Linked DNA regions of Xenopus tropicalis: region 1 is linked to region 2. Evidence: chromatin contacts called from public Hi-C data. All regions are on one chromosome and are shown on one strand. The core of a region is the stretch at or near the end of the contact, and the rest is flanking DNA. Distances in the headings are between cores, read along the strand shown.

What was found. A called contact is a pair of places that touch in the nucleus more often than the background predicts.
Region 1: a contact with region 2 is called in a Hi-C map of liver, with 7 times the contacts expected there. The contact joins two enhancer-like sites. A contact is called at or near these places in 3 of 5 Hi-C or Micro-C datasets (brain, liver and tailbud embryo).

Annotation. Positions count from the first base shown.
Region 1 is chr8:117,710,080-117,714,828 of UCB_Xtro_10.0, forward strand. No RefSeq gene overlaps it. Among named protein-coding and RNA genes, the nearest start is that of tmem229b, 97 kb to the right of the region's middle. Within about 2 kb of position 2,987, at least 3 of the 11 cell types and tissues checked have an H3K27ac peak or open chromatin away from gene starts, as enhancers often do. A contact at or near this core is called in liver, where this site is marked.
Region 2 is chr8:117,296,191-117,300,647 of UCB_Xtro_10.0, forward strand. No RefSeq gene overlaps it. Among named protein-coding and RNA genes, the nearest start is that of zfp36l1, 9.6 kb to the right of the region's middle. Within about 2 kb of position 1,866, at least 7 of the 11 cell types and tissues checked have an H3K27ac peak or open chromatin away from gene starts, as enhancers often do. A contact at or near this core is called in liver, where this site is marked.

The DNA.
Region 1 (4,749 bases), core at 1,737-4,236, 420 kb after region 2:
TGAGGTTGGGGAATGCCCTTCCTAGTGATGTGGTAATGGCAGACTCTGTTAATGCCTTTAAGAGGGGCCTGGATGAGTTTTTGAACAAGCAGAAAATCCAAGGCTATTGTGATACTAATATCTACAGTTAGTACTAGTGGTTGTGTATATATAGTTTATGTATGTGAGTGTATAGATTGGTTAGTATAGGTTGTGTGCTGGGTTTACTCGGATGGGTTGAACTTGATGGACAATGGTCTTTTTTCAACCCTATGTAACTATGTAACTATGGAAGCATCAGTGGGGCCTGAGGCCTTATTAAGGAGAAGCTAAGACTCCTTAGTCGAAGTTATGGAAACACCATGCATAAAGGAAGGGTTAGTTTTTGGTTTAATAACACAAAGAAGGAGAAAGGTTTATTGAAGAGAATAATGAGCTGATGAACTGAATGTATAAGAAACTGTAGGAGAAAAGGATAAAGCATATCAGCAGCCTGGGGTATATCAGTATTTCTACTGGAAATATAGTTCCCAGTGGTTGTAAATAGATGCCTCACCAGTGAGCAAAGGAATGCATGTGTACAGGGACACGTCTGTGTAGAATTTATGTAGAATTGATGTGCTTGACCTTAACCTTGAAATAAATGTAATGTGCAAAAAGAACCACATACTGAGAATTTCCATGCACACCCAGACAGTGGTGGTACCCATTCCTGTGAATCATTCCCAGTGTTGCTTACTTTACTCACTTTTATTACTTTCATATCTTTGGATTCAAAATAAGATAATAGACAGGCAGTAGGTACAGTTACACTTACCTGAGTAGTTCAACTTTAAGTTCATTTTTAATGTTATAGAATGGCCAGTTCTAAGAAACTTATCAATTGGTCTTCATTTTTTATAGCAGTGATCCCCAACCAGTGGCTCGGGAGCAATATGTTGCTCACCAACCCCTTGGATGTTGCTCCTAAGTGACCTGATAGTAGGGGCTTATTTTTAAATTTCTGGTAAGGAGGCAAGTTTTGGTTTCATAAAAACCAGTTCTACTGCCAAACAGAGCCTTCTTTAGGCTGCCAGACCATATAGGGGCTACAAAATAGCGAATCACAGCCCTTATTTGCACATCTGGGTATATTTTTTATGCTTGTGTTGCTCTCCAACTTTTCTTCATTTGAATTTTGCTCATGGGTAACAAAATTTGGGGATACCTGTTTTATAGTTTTTTAATTATTTGCCTCCTTCTGCCTGTTTCAGCTTTTGAAATAGGGGTTACTGACCCTGTCAGCCAAAACAAAAAACTATTGCTCTGTAGGCTACAATTTTATCATTATCGTTACTATTTATTACTTTCTATTCAGCCCCTCAACTATTCATATATCAGTCACTCTCTCAAACAACTCCCTGGTAACTAGGGTAAATTGGACCCTAGCAACCATTTAACTGCTGAAATTCCAAACTGGAGAGCTACGGAATAAAAGTAAAATAGTTACAAAACTATGAGTAATAAAAAACTAAAACCAATTGCAAATTGTCTTATTATACAGGTATGAGATCCCTTATCCGGAAACCCGTTATCCAGGTTGCTCCGAATTACAGAAAGCCCATCTCCCATAGACTCCATTTTAATCAAATAATTCAGAATTTTAAAACTGATTTCCTTTTTCTCTGTAATAATAAAACAGTACTTGTACTTGATCCCAACTAAGATATAATTACCCCTTATTGGGGCAGAACAGCCCTATTGGGTTTATTTAATGGTTAAATGATTCCCTTTTCTCTGTAATAATAAAACAGTACCTGTACTTGATCCCAACTAAGATATAATTAATCCTTATTGGGGGCAGAACAGCCCTATTGGGTTTATTTCATGGTTAAATGGTTTCCTTTTTCTCTGTAATAATAAAACAGTACCTGTACTTGATCCCAACTAAGATATAATTACCCCTTATTGGGGGCAGAACAGCCCTATTGGGTTTATTTAATGGTTAAATGATTCCCTTTTCTCTGTAATAATAAAACAGTACTTGTACTTGATCCCAACTAAGATATAATTACCCCTTATTGGGGCAGAACAGCCCTATTGGGTTTATTTAATGGTTAAATGATTCCCTTTTCTCTGTAATAATAAAACAGTACTTGTACTTGATCCCAACTAAGATATAATTAGCCCTTATTGGGGGCAGAACAGCCCTATTGGGTTTATTTAATGGTTAAATGATTCCCTTTTCTCTGTAATAATAAAACAGTACCTTGTACTTGATCCCAACTAAGATATAATGAATCCTTATTGGATTAATTAATATTTTATTAATTTTTTAATTAAGGTATGGAGATCCAAATTATGGAAAGACCCCTTATGCGGAATACCCTTGGTCCCGAACATTCTGGATAACGGGTCCTATACCTGTATATTGTGAATAGCTTGCACTGCGAGTAAGTTAAGTTTAACCTACTCTTGCTCATAACAGATAAATGTGAATTGCAGAAAACTTTCTACATTGTTCCAAGCTTTTGAACTAGGTCCCATCAGGATGTGCCTCCATTCCATTCACCTGAATAGATGGCTGAGCTATGCCTATACTGACAGACATTTTCAAAGTAATGCAAATAATACAGCAAACAGGAGAACATCAATTAACAGGTAAGAGTCTTTTGCTTCCTAATTTTTAAATGCTTAACCACAATAATTAATCAGTACCATTTCTTTAGCTAAATATCTTTATAAATAACTAAGTTCTTATTATGGTTAATAACAACTGGAATCATTTTACAAGTTATTTCCTGTAAATCTCCCTCATTGTGGAGATTAATAAAAGGAAGCCAGATGAAATGTCTATGCCAGTATAGAAACTTGCTGTATGTGCTTGGGCAAGTAGTTAGCTAATAGTTAGAGCACATAATGATAAATGCTGCAGAGCAGTATTTCCCAAGGATCTATCTCTCCTGCACATGTTATAAAATGCTCTTCATAAATTTTCTGACAATCCTTTCTCTGCACAATGTCTAATGCAACCCGGATGCTTCTTTGAATTGCAAGGCATGAGTGCCCCCTTTCTTCTCTGTATTGTATTACTTTTACCATACAAACCAAAGAAATAGTGAAAATGAAGCTCAAACTAAGAACCCATTCCCCATTACTATAATCTAGAGTAATTATATATCTAAGAGGCTCTTATAGAAAAGCATTTGTTAATTTAAAATGGTAACTATTTGAGCTAATAGTAACATAGTCGTAGTCTATTTATCCATTTAAATCAAATGAACATTTCAACCAAACTGTACCTAATAAAGCTAACTGTGCACTGGTCACTGGTGCTGCTGGAAAAGTTTGCCTATGTTAATGCACAATTCAATGTTCTTATATTGCTGTCTCTGGATATGTAGGTACTTGTAGAATATATTATCGTATCCAGAAAAAGGACAGTGTTAAATATAATAAGAATCTCAAGCAAAGCATCTACTGCTGGATGTTTCGGTACAGCATTTCTTCCAAACATTTTTTTTTGACCAGCAGCACATTGTAACCAATACGATAGATATCAAATTGTGAGGTTAGAATGATGAAAGCCCATTATCTGCTGCTATGGGTTTATGCACTTTTTGTAACTGAGGGTCCACAAGTTCTTGAACCCTGTGTTCAGCAGATTATGATGTAGCTTTAGGGTTGCCTTTGCGCCCTGCATCAATAGGCATGTCACCCTTGCACCTAAAGAATTGGGTGCTCATTAGTGATGAGCGAATCTGTCCCGTTTCGCTTTGCAGAAAAATTCGCGAATATTTCAAAAGATTCGCAAAACGGCGAAAATGTTGCACGGCAAAAAAAATTGTCGCGCATGGCTATTCTTTTGTTGCCCGCAGCTATTCTTTTGTCACCCGTGAAAATTTTTGGACGCGCGGCAAATTTTTTCATCCGTTTCGTGAAACCATGCCCGCAAATCTATGCCTGGCGAAACATTTTGCCCATCACTAGTGCTCATGTCACTGGCAAACCAAACACAGTAAATGATACCAGTACCAGTACTTCCATGCATTGCTTCCAATTTGCGTCAAAATGCGCATGCAGTTGTATTAACTTTGCTGCGTCAGGCACAACGCCTGCTTTGTCCACAATGATGCTTGCATTCTACGAAAACACAAAGCATTTTGAAGAAAAAATGGTGATTGCTTACTGTTGGGTTCATATATAAACACTGGGTGAACTTGCTGTAGGCAGAGACCCATAACAACCAATGACTGATTGGCTTTTTTTTACCAGCTACAGGTAGAACAATGAATTAATTTGGCTTGTTCATGAGTTATTGCCCACAGACTAATTTGCCCAGTGTTGATAAATTACCCCCTTTACATCTCCTGCTGTCTACAAAATAGCTCATACAGGTATCGGGCCCCTTATCCAGAAAGTTCCGAATTATGGAAAGGCTGTCTCCCATAGACTCCATTATAAGCAAATAATTCAAATTTTTTAAAAAAAAAAAGATTTCCTTTTTCTCTGTAATAATAAAACAGTACCTGTACTTGATCCCAACTAAGATATAATTACCCCTTATTGGGGGCAGAACAGTCCTATTGGGTTTATTTAATGGTTAAATGATTCCCTTTTCTCTGTAATAATAAAACAGTACCTGTACTTGATCCCAACTAAGATATAATTAATCCTTATTGGAGCCGAAACAATCTTATTGGGTTTTATTACTGTTTAAATATTTTTCTTAGTAGCCTTAAGGTAGGAGATACAAATTACGGAAAGACCCTTTATCCAGAAAACCCCAGG
Region 2 (4,457 bases), core at 616-3,115:
TAACGTAGCTCACAGGTAAAAAATGGTTGGGGATCTCTGGTCTACAAGCTTGGAAACAATAATATTAAATGTGTCACCATCTTGTCTGAAGGAGAGAACTAACTGCCCCAAAAGCTTTCATGTTATAATCTGCTTAATTAGCCAATAAAAGATTTATCTTACTCTTTATTTTCCAGTCTTGCCCTACTAGCGCCATCTTCTTTTTTACACTTACTATCCCCTACTCCTCATAACTGAACTCGACTGAGACCAGACCAGTACTTGCTAAAATGTGCACACTTTGAGGCCATTACTTATGGCTAGGATAAAGGACACATACAATGCAGCAAAGGCTAGAACAGTACAGAAGTACTTGGGCAATGTATCACTATATAGTTGGACTAGATTTACATTTCCCTACACTTAACAAACTTTGACATTTGCAATTGATAATACAGAAATCAGTTGTTATTCTTATATAAACTAGGTATATGACCGAAATAAAGTACATGAAAAGAGATTATTTAAAAACAGCAGAAAAAAGAGGATTAAAGAATTATTGCTATTGTCTGACAGTACCACTAACAAACACTAGGTGGCTCTCAAGAGGTATGGATCTGGCTTTAGATCTCATTGAGAGCAGGCCTCTGCTTCAACCTAAAATAAAATAAAGAAAGGCTGCAGGCCCCTGCACCTCTTCATTACAGTAAGGATCTGCCTGAAACAGTAGAGAATAATAAGCAGGGTCACAATTAGCAGAATCTATTCACCCCCAAAATATTATGTGCACCATGAGAATATGTTAAATATGCCCTTTTAGACTGAATTAACCATATCCTGATTTAATTAATTAACTCTGAATTGGCCATGCAGTTTTTTTCCCAGCACACTAGTAGCCAGTAGTGTCCTATAGAGCCTTCTGTCTAATCTAGGAGCCTGAGGCGCAAGGAGATGAAATGATTTGCCCGAAGATCACAAGGAGTCGGTACAGGAACTGAATTAGCAGAGCTTGGTCACAGCCCAGTGCCTTAACCCCTTTTCATTCTGATCATTTCTATGTAATTGAATAGAAACCCTGGGCACTAGAGCTGCTGTAGACCTACAACTCCCAGAATCCTCTGCAAAGAAAGCTGTGCTATAAGGAGGTACCACAGCATGGATGACTATGAATAACCTTCCCCCAGCCTGGGGAAAATGATTTATACACCAACACGTCTTAACTGCTAATAAAATATACAGACCATTGAAGTTATGTGGCAAGGCCACAAAGGCCCAGGCCTAGGGCGGCACAAACACAGGGGCGGCATGCCGCCCCGCCGCAGGCAAATTTTAAAATTTTGTACCCCTCTGTACTAATCTTGTGCTGGTTGGCATCTGCAATGTGAGTGTATAGATAGGTAAGTATAGGTTTGTGGGTGCTGGCTTTACTTGGAAGGGTTGAACTTGATGGTATTTTTTCAACCCTATGTAACTATGTAACCAAGGCGAGATTATTCAGGGATCCTGCTTCCCTTCCCTTTGCTCTTCAGCCAGGCAAAAAACAGGAATTCTGGGTATGTTCAAATGTTCCTATACATAAATGAATGGGTTCCATGTTTGTTCTATTCCAGGCCCTGTCTGCACTAGAGATGACCCCACAAATAATGGAGGTGTGATTACTCAATGGAATGTTCTTGCTAAGGGCCCCACCACTGAGCGCTGAGAGCCAAGTACAGATGCCGAATGGTAAGGCCAGCCCTATAAGAGCCCATGCACTGTGTGTAGAGAAAACATCTAATTAAGAAACAAAAGTAACCGAGGTGATAACGATGTGTAAGCCCTAATTAGCTGCTGGGTTTGGATCTCAGTTCGGATTCTGTTTTTGTTCTGTGCATGTGGGTTTTTGGCTGTGGGTTGGTGAGAGCTCGGCTGGGTACAGACAGTTACAGGCTGAACTTGTGCAAGTCACGTACAGTGTGTAGCAAGGGGAATTTGTGTGTGTGTGTAAGAGTGTGTGTGTGTGAGTGAATGTGTGTGTGTGTAACTAAAAACACCCAGTGATTCCCACACAAGGTCACCACCAAGTGAGTTGCTGTTACACAGAGAGATAGTGGGGCTGCTTGGGACAGCAGCAATGGGCCAGGAATCTACAAACAAGCGGAATTTATCTGTATCCGCACATTCCTCCAGACTCTGCCCTTAAACCTCTGGCAGACGAGGAATGTACGATAGTGTGGCTTGTCTGGCAGGAAATGAAGGGGGGCCCTTTGGATCAACAAGATGCAGAACGAGGCCTGCCAGCTATTGTTCCTACGCTACACTGCCGCAACAACTGTGGTCGAACTACAGATCTCAGCAGCCAGAGCCAGGGGCCTTGGAGTGAACTTTCTGGTGGATGTGGAAAAATTGGGGCCTAGAAACCAGATAACGGTACACAACCATAAATAGAAAAACAAAAAAAACGACAAGCTGCAAATCGTCTTAGAACCCCATTGTTTTAAATGTAATTATGTCCTTTAAATATCCAGAAAAGTTGGGGTGCAAAAGTACCTGGTTAAGGGCAATGACATGTGCAACGTTATAATCATTAACTGCAATGATATTGTACATGAGTGCTGGTACCAGGGCAAGCAACCCCCCCCCACTTGTCTCTTTGGCAGGACTCATACCACCCCCCAAAGGTATGTGCCCAGCCGCCCCACCACTCACACAATCAATCCCTAGGCACGTGCCTCTTTTGCCTATCTTTAGTTCCAGCGCTCTGTTGGTTTCAGGGTGGAGGGGGCCTCAGGCACCCAGTATGAGGGGTGCCCCTTCTGACAATAATCTGGTAAGCAGATTTATATATATCTAATCCCCCCCCTCTGCTGGTTTCAGGGTGGAGGGGGCCTCAGGCACCCAGTATGAGGGGTGCCCCTTCTGACAAAAATCTGGTAAGCAGATTTATATATATATATATCTAATCCCCCCCTTCACAATAAGGGCCCAGACTCTCTGCTTTGCTCACAGCACCCAACAGCACCCAACCATATCAGATGCATTTTTTTTATATGTCTGTCCTTCTATGTGATAAATATACTGCCCACTTCTTGCACAGTCACTCGCCTACACACTCAGCCAATCAGCTGCCTGACCTTGCGTGGTCACATTAAGGTCCTTGCCATAATTAACTAGTCAGCCTACGGAACATTGCATAGGTGGTACTGCGTGGCGGCACCAACGCATGAAGTAATAGGAACGGAAAATGTACAGTACCAACAAGTGTGTGTGCCTATAGTTTCCATTAGGGTATAAGCATACACAGTAACTGCCCCTCCCCTGCACAGCTTTATATATAGAGAAGGAGAAAATAAGACCTTCTCATTAGAGAGCAGCAATGGAACAGCACCACTTGTGGCCATAAAAAATTGTGCTATTCTATTAATGCTTAAGTTAAGGTTTGTTCACCTTTAAATTAAATTATAGTATGTTGTAGGGAGTCCTATTCTAAAAAATGCAATTGGTCTTCATTTTTTTTATTATTTGTGGTTTTTTAGTTATTTAGCTTTCTGTTCAGCAGCTCTCCAGTTTGGATTTTTAGCAGCTATTCGGTTACTGGGGTCCAGTACCCTAGCAACCGGGTGACAGGGTATGACAGGGTAGTTTCTAGACAAGCAGCTACTACTGAGAATTGCCTCTGCTAAAACACACAGAGACAATTATCAGTAAATTGTCAGCATTGTCTATTGTTGTAGCTGCAACAAGTAGTTACTACAAGTAGCAGTAGTCAGAAGAGATCGAGTTGGGCTCTTCTATGGGTCGTATATGACCAGCTTAAATCATTCAGCATCTCTGATTGCAACTAGCTACATCAACACTGGGTTTGGGCACAGGGGGTAGGTTTCCCTTCAGCGGGGAGGGGGGGGTTATTGCTATGGAATGCTCTGAGTGCACTATAAGATATGCCTATATATTTTACTGTCTCTTTAAAGGAAAGTTAATAAAAGATAAACCCTGATTGTAAATAGGCCAATGTGTTTCTGCATATGGAAAACATATTTAGCACTGATCAAATACATGGTGTGGGCAAAAGGCGATGCTCATAAACTTCATAGACAGGATGCTGTCCCAAAGAGCTGACAATCTAACCAAGGGTGCATGAAAAGGCCTGCAGAGACCGTAAAGCAATTAAGGCTGAGCTCCACTTGAGACCATAGAAAGTGTGCAATGGGGTGGAAATGGCCGGGGTGATTAATGGGCTTATTTTCTTTCAGCCGTTAAACAATAGTAGGAAAGTGACTTTGTAATCACAGAAAAGCTGAGCGGAGATTAGGGGAGGGGGAGAATATTTCACATGGATAAGAACGGATTCTGATATGTTAGGGTTACCGGCTTAGATACACACAGGGTACGATCATGTTCAGCTTGGTTGTGGTGGGGCTTGGGGTCAGCCCAACCAGCAGGTCTGTAAATGCTATTGAACTACAACTCCCAGAAAGCCCCATCATTTTCTGCTGTTA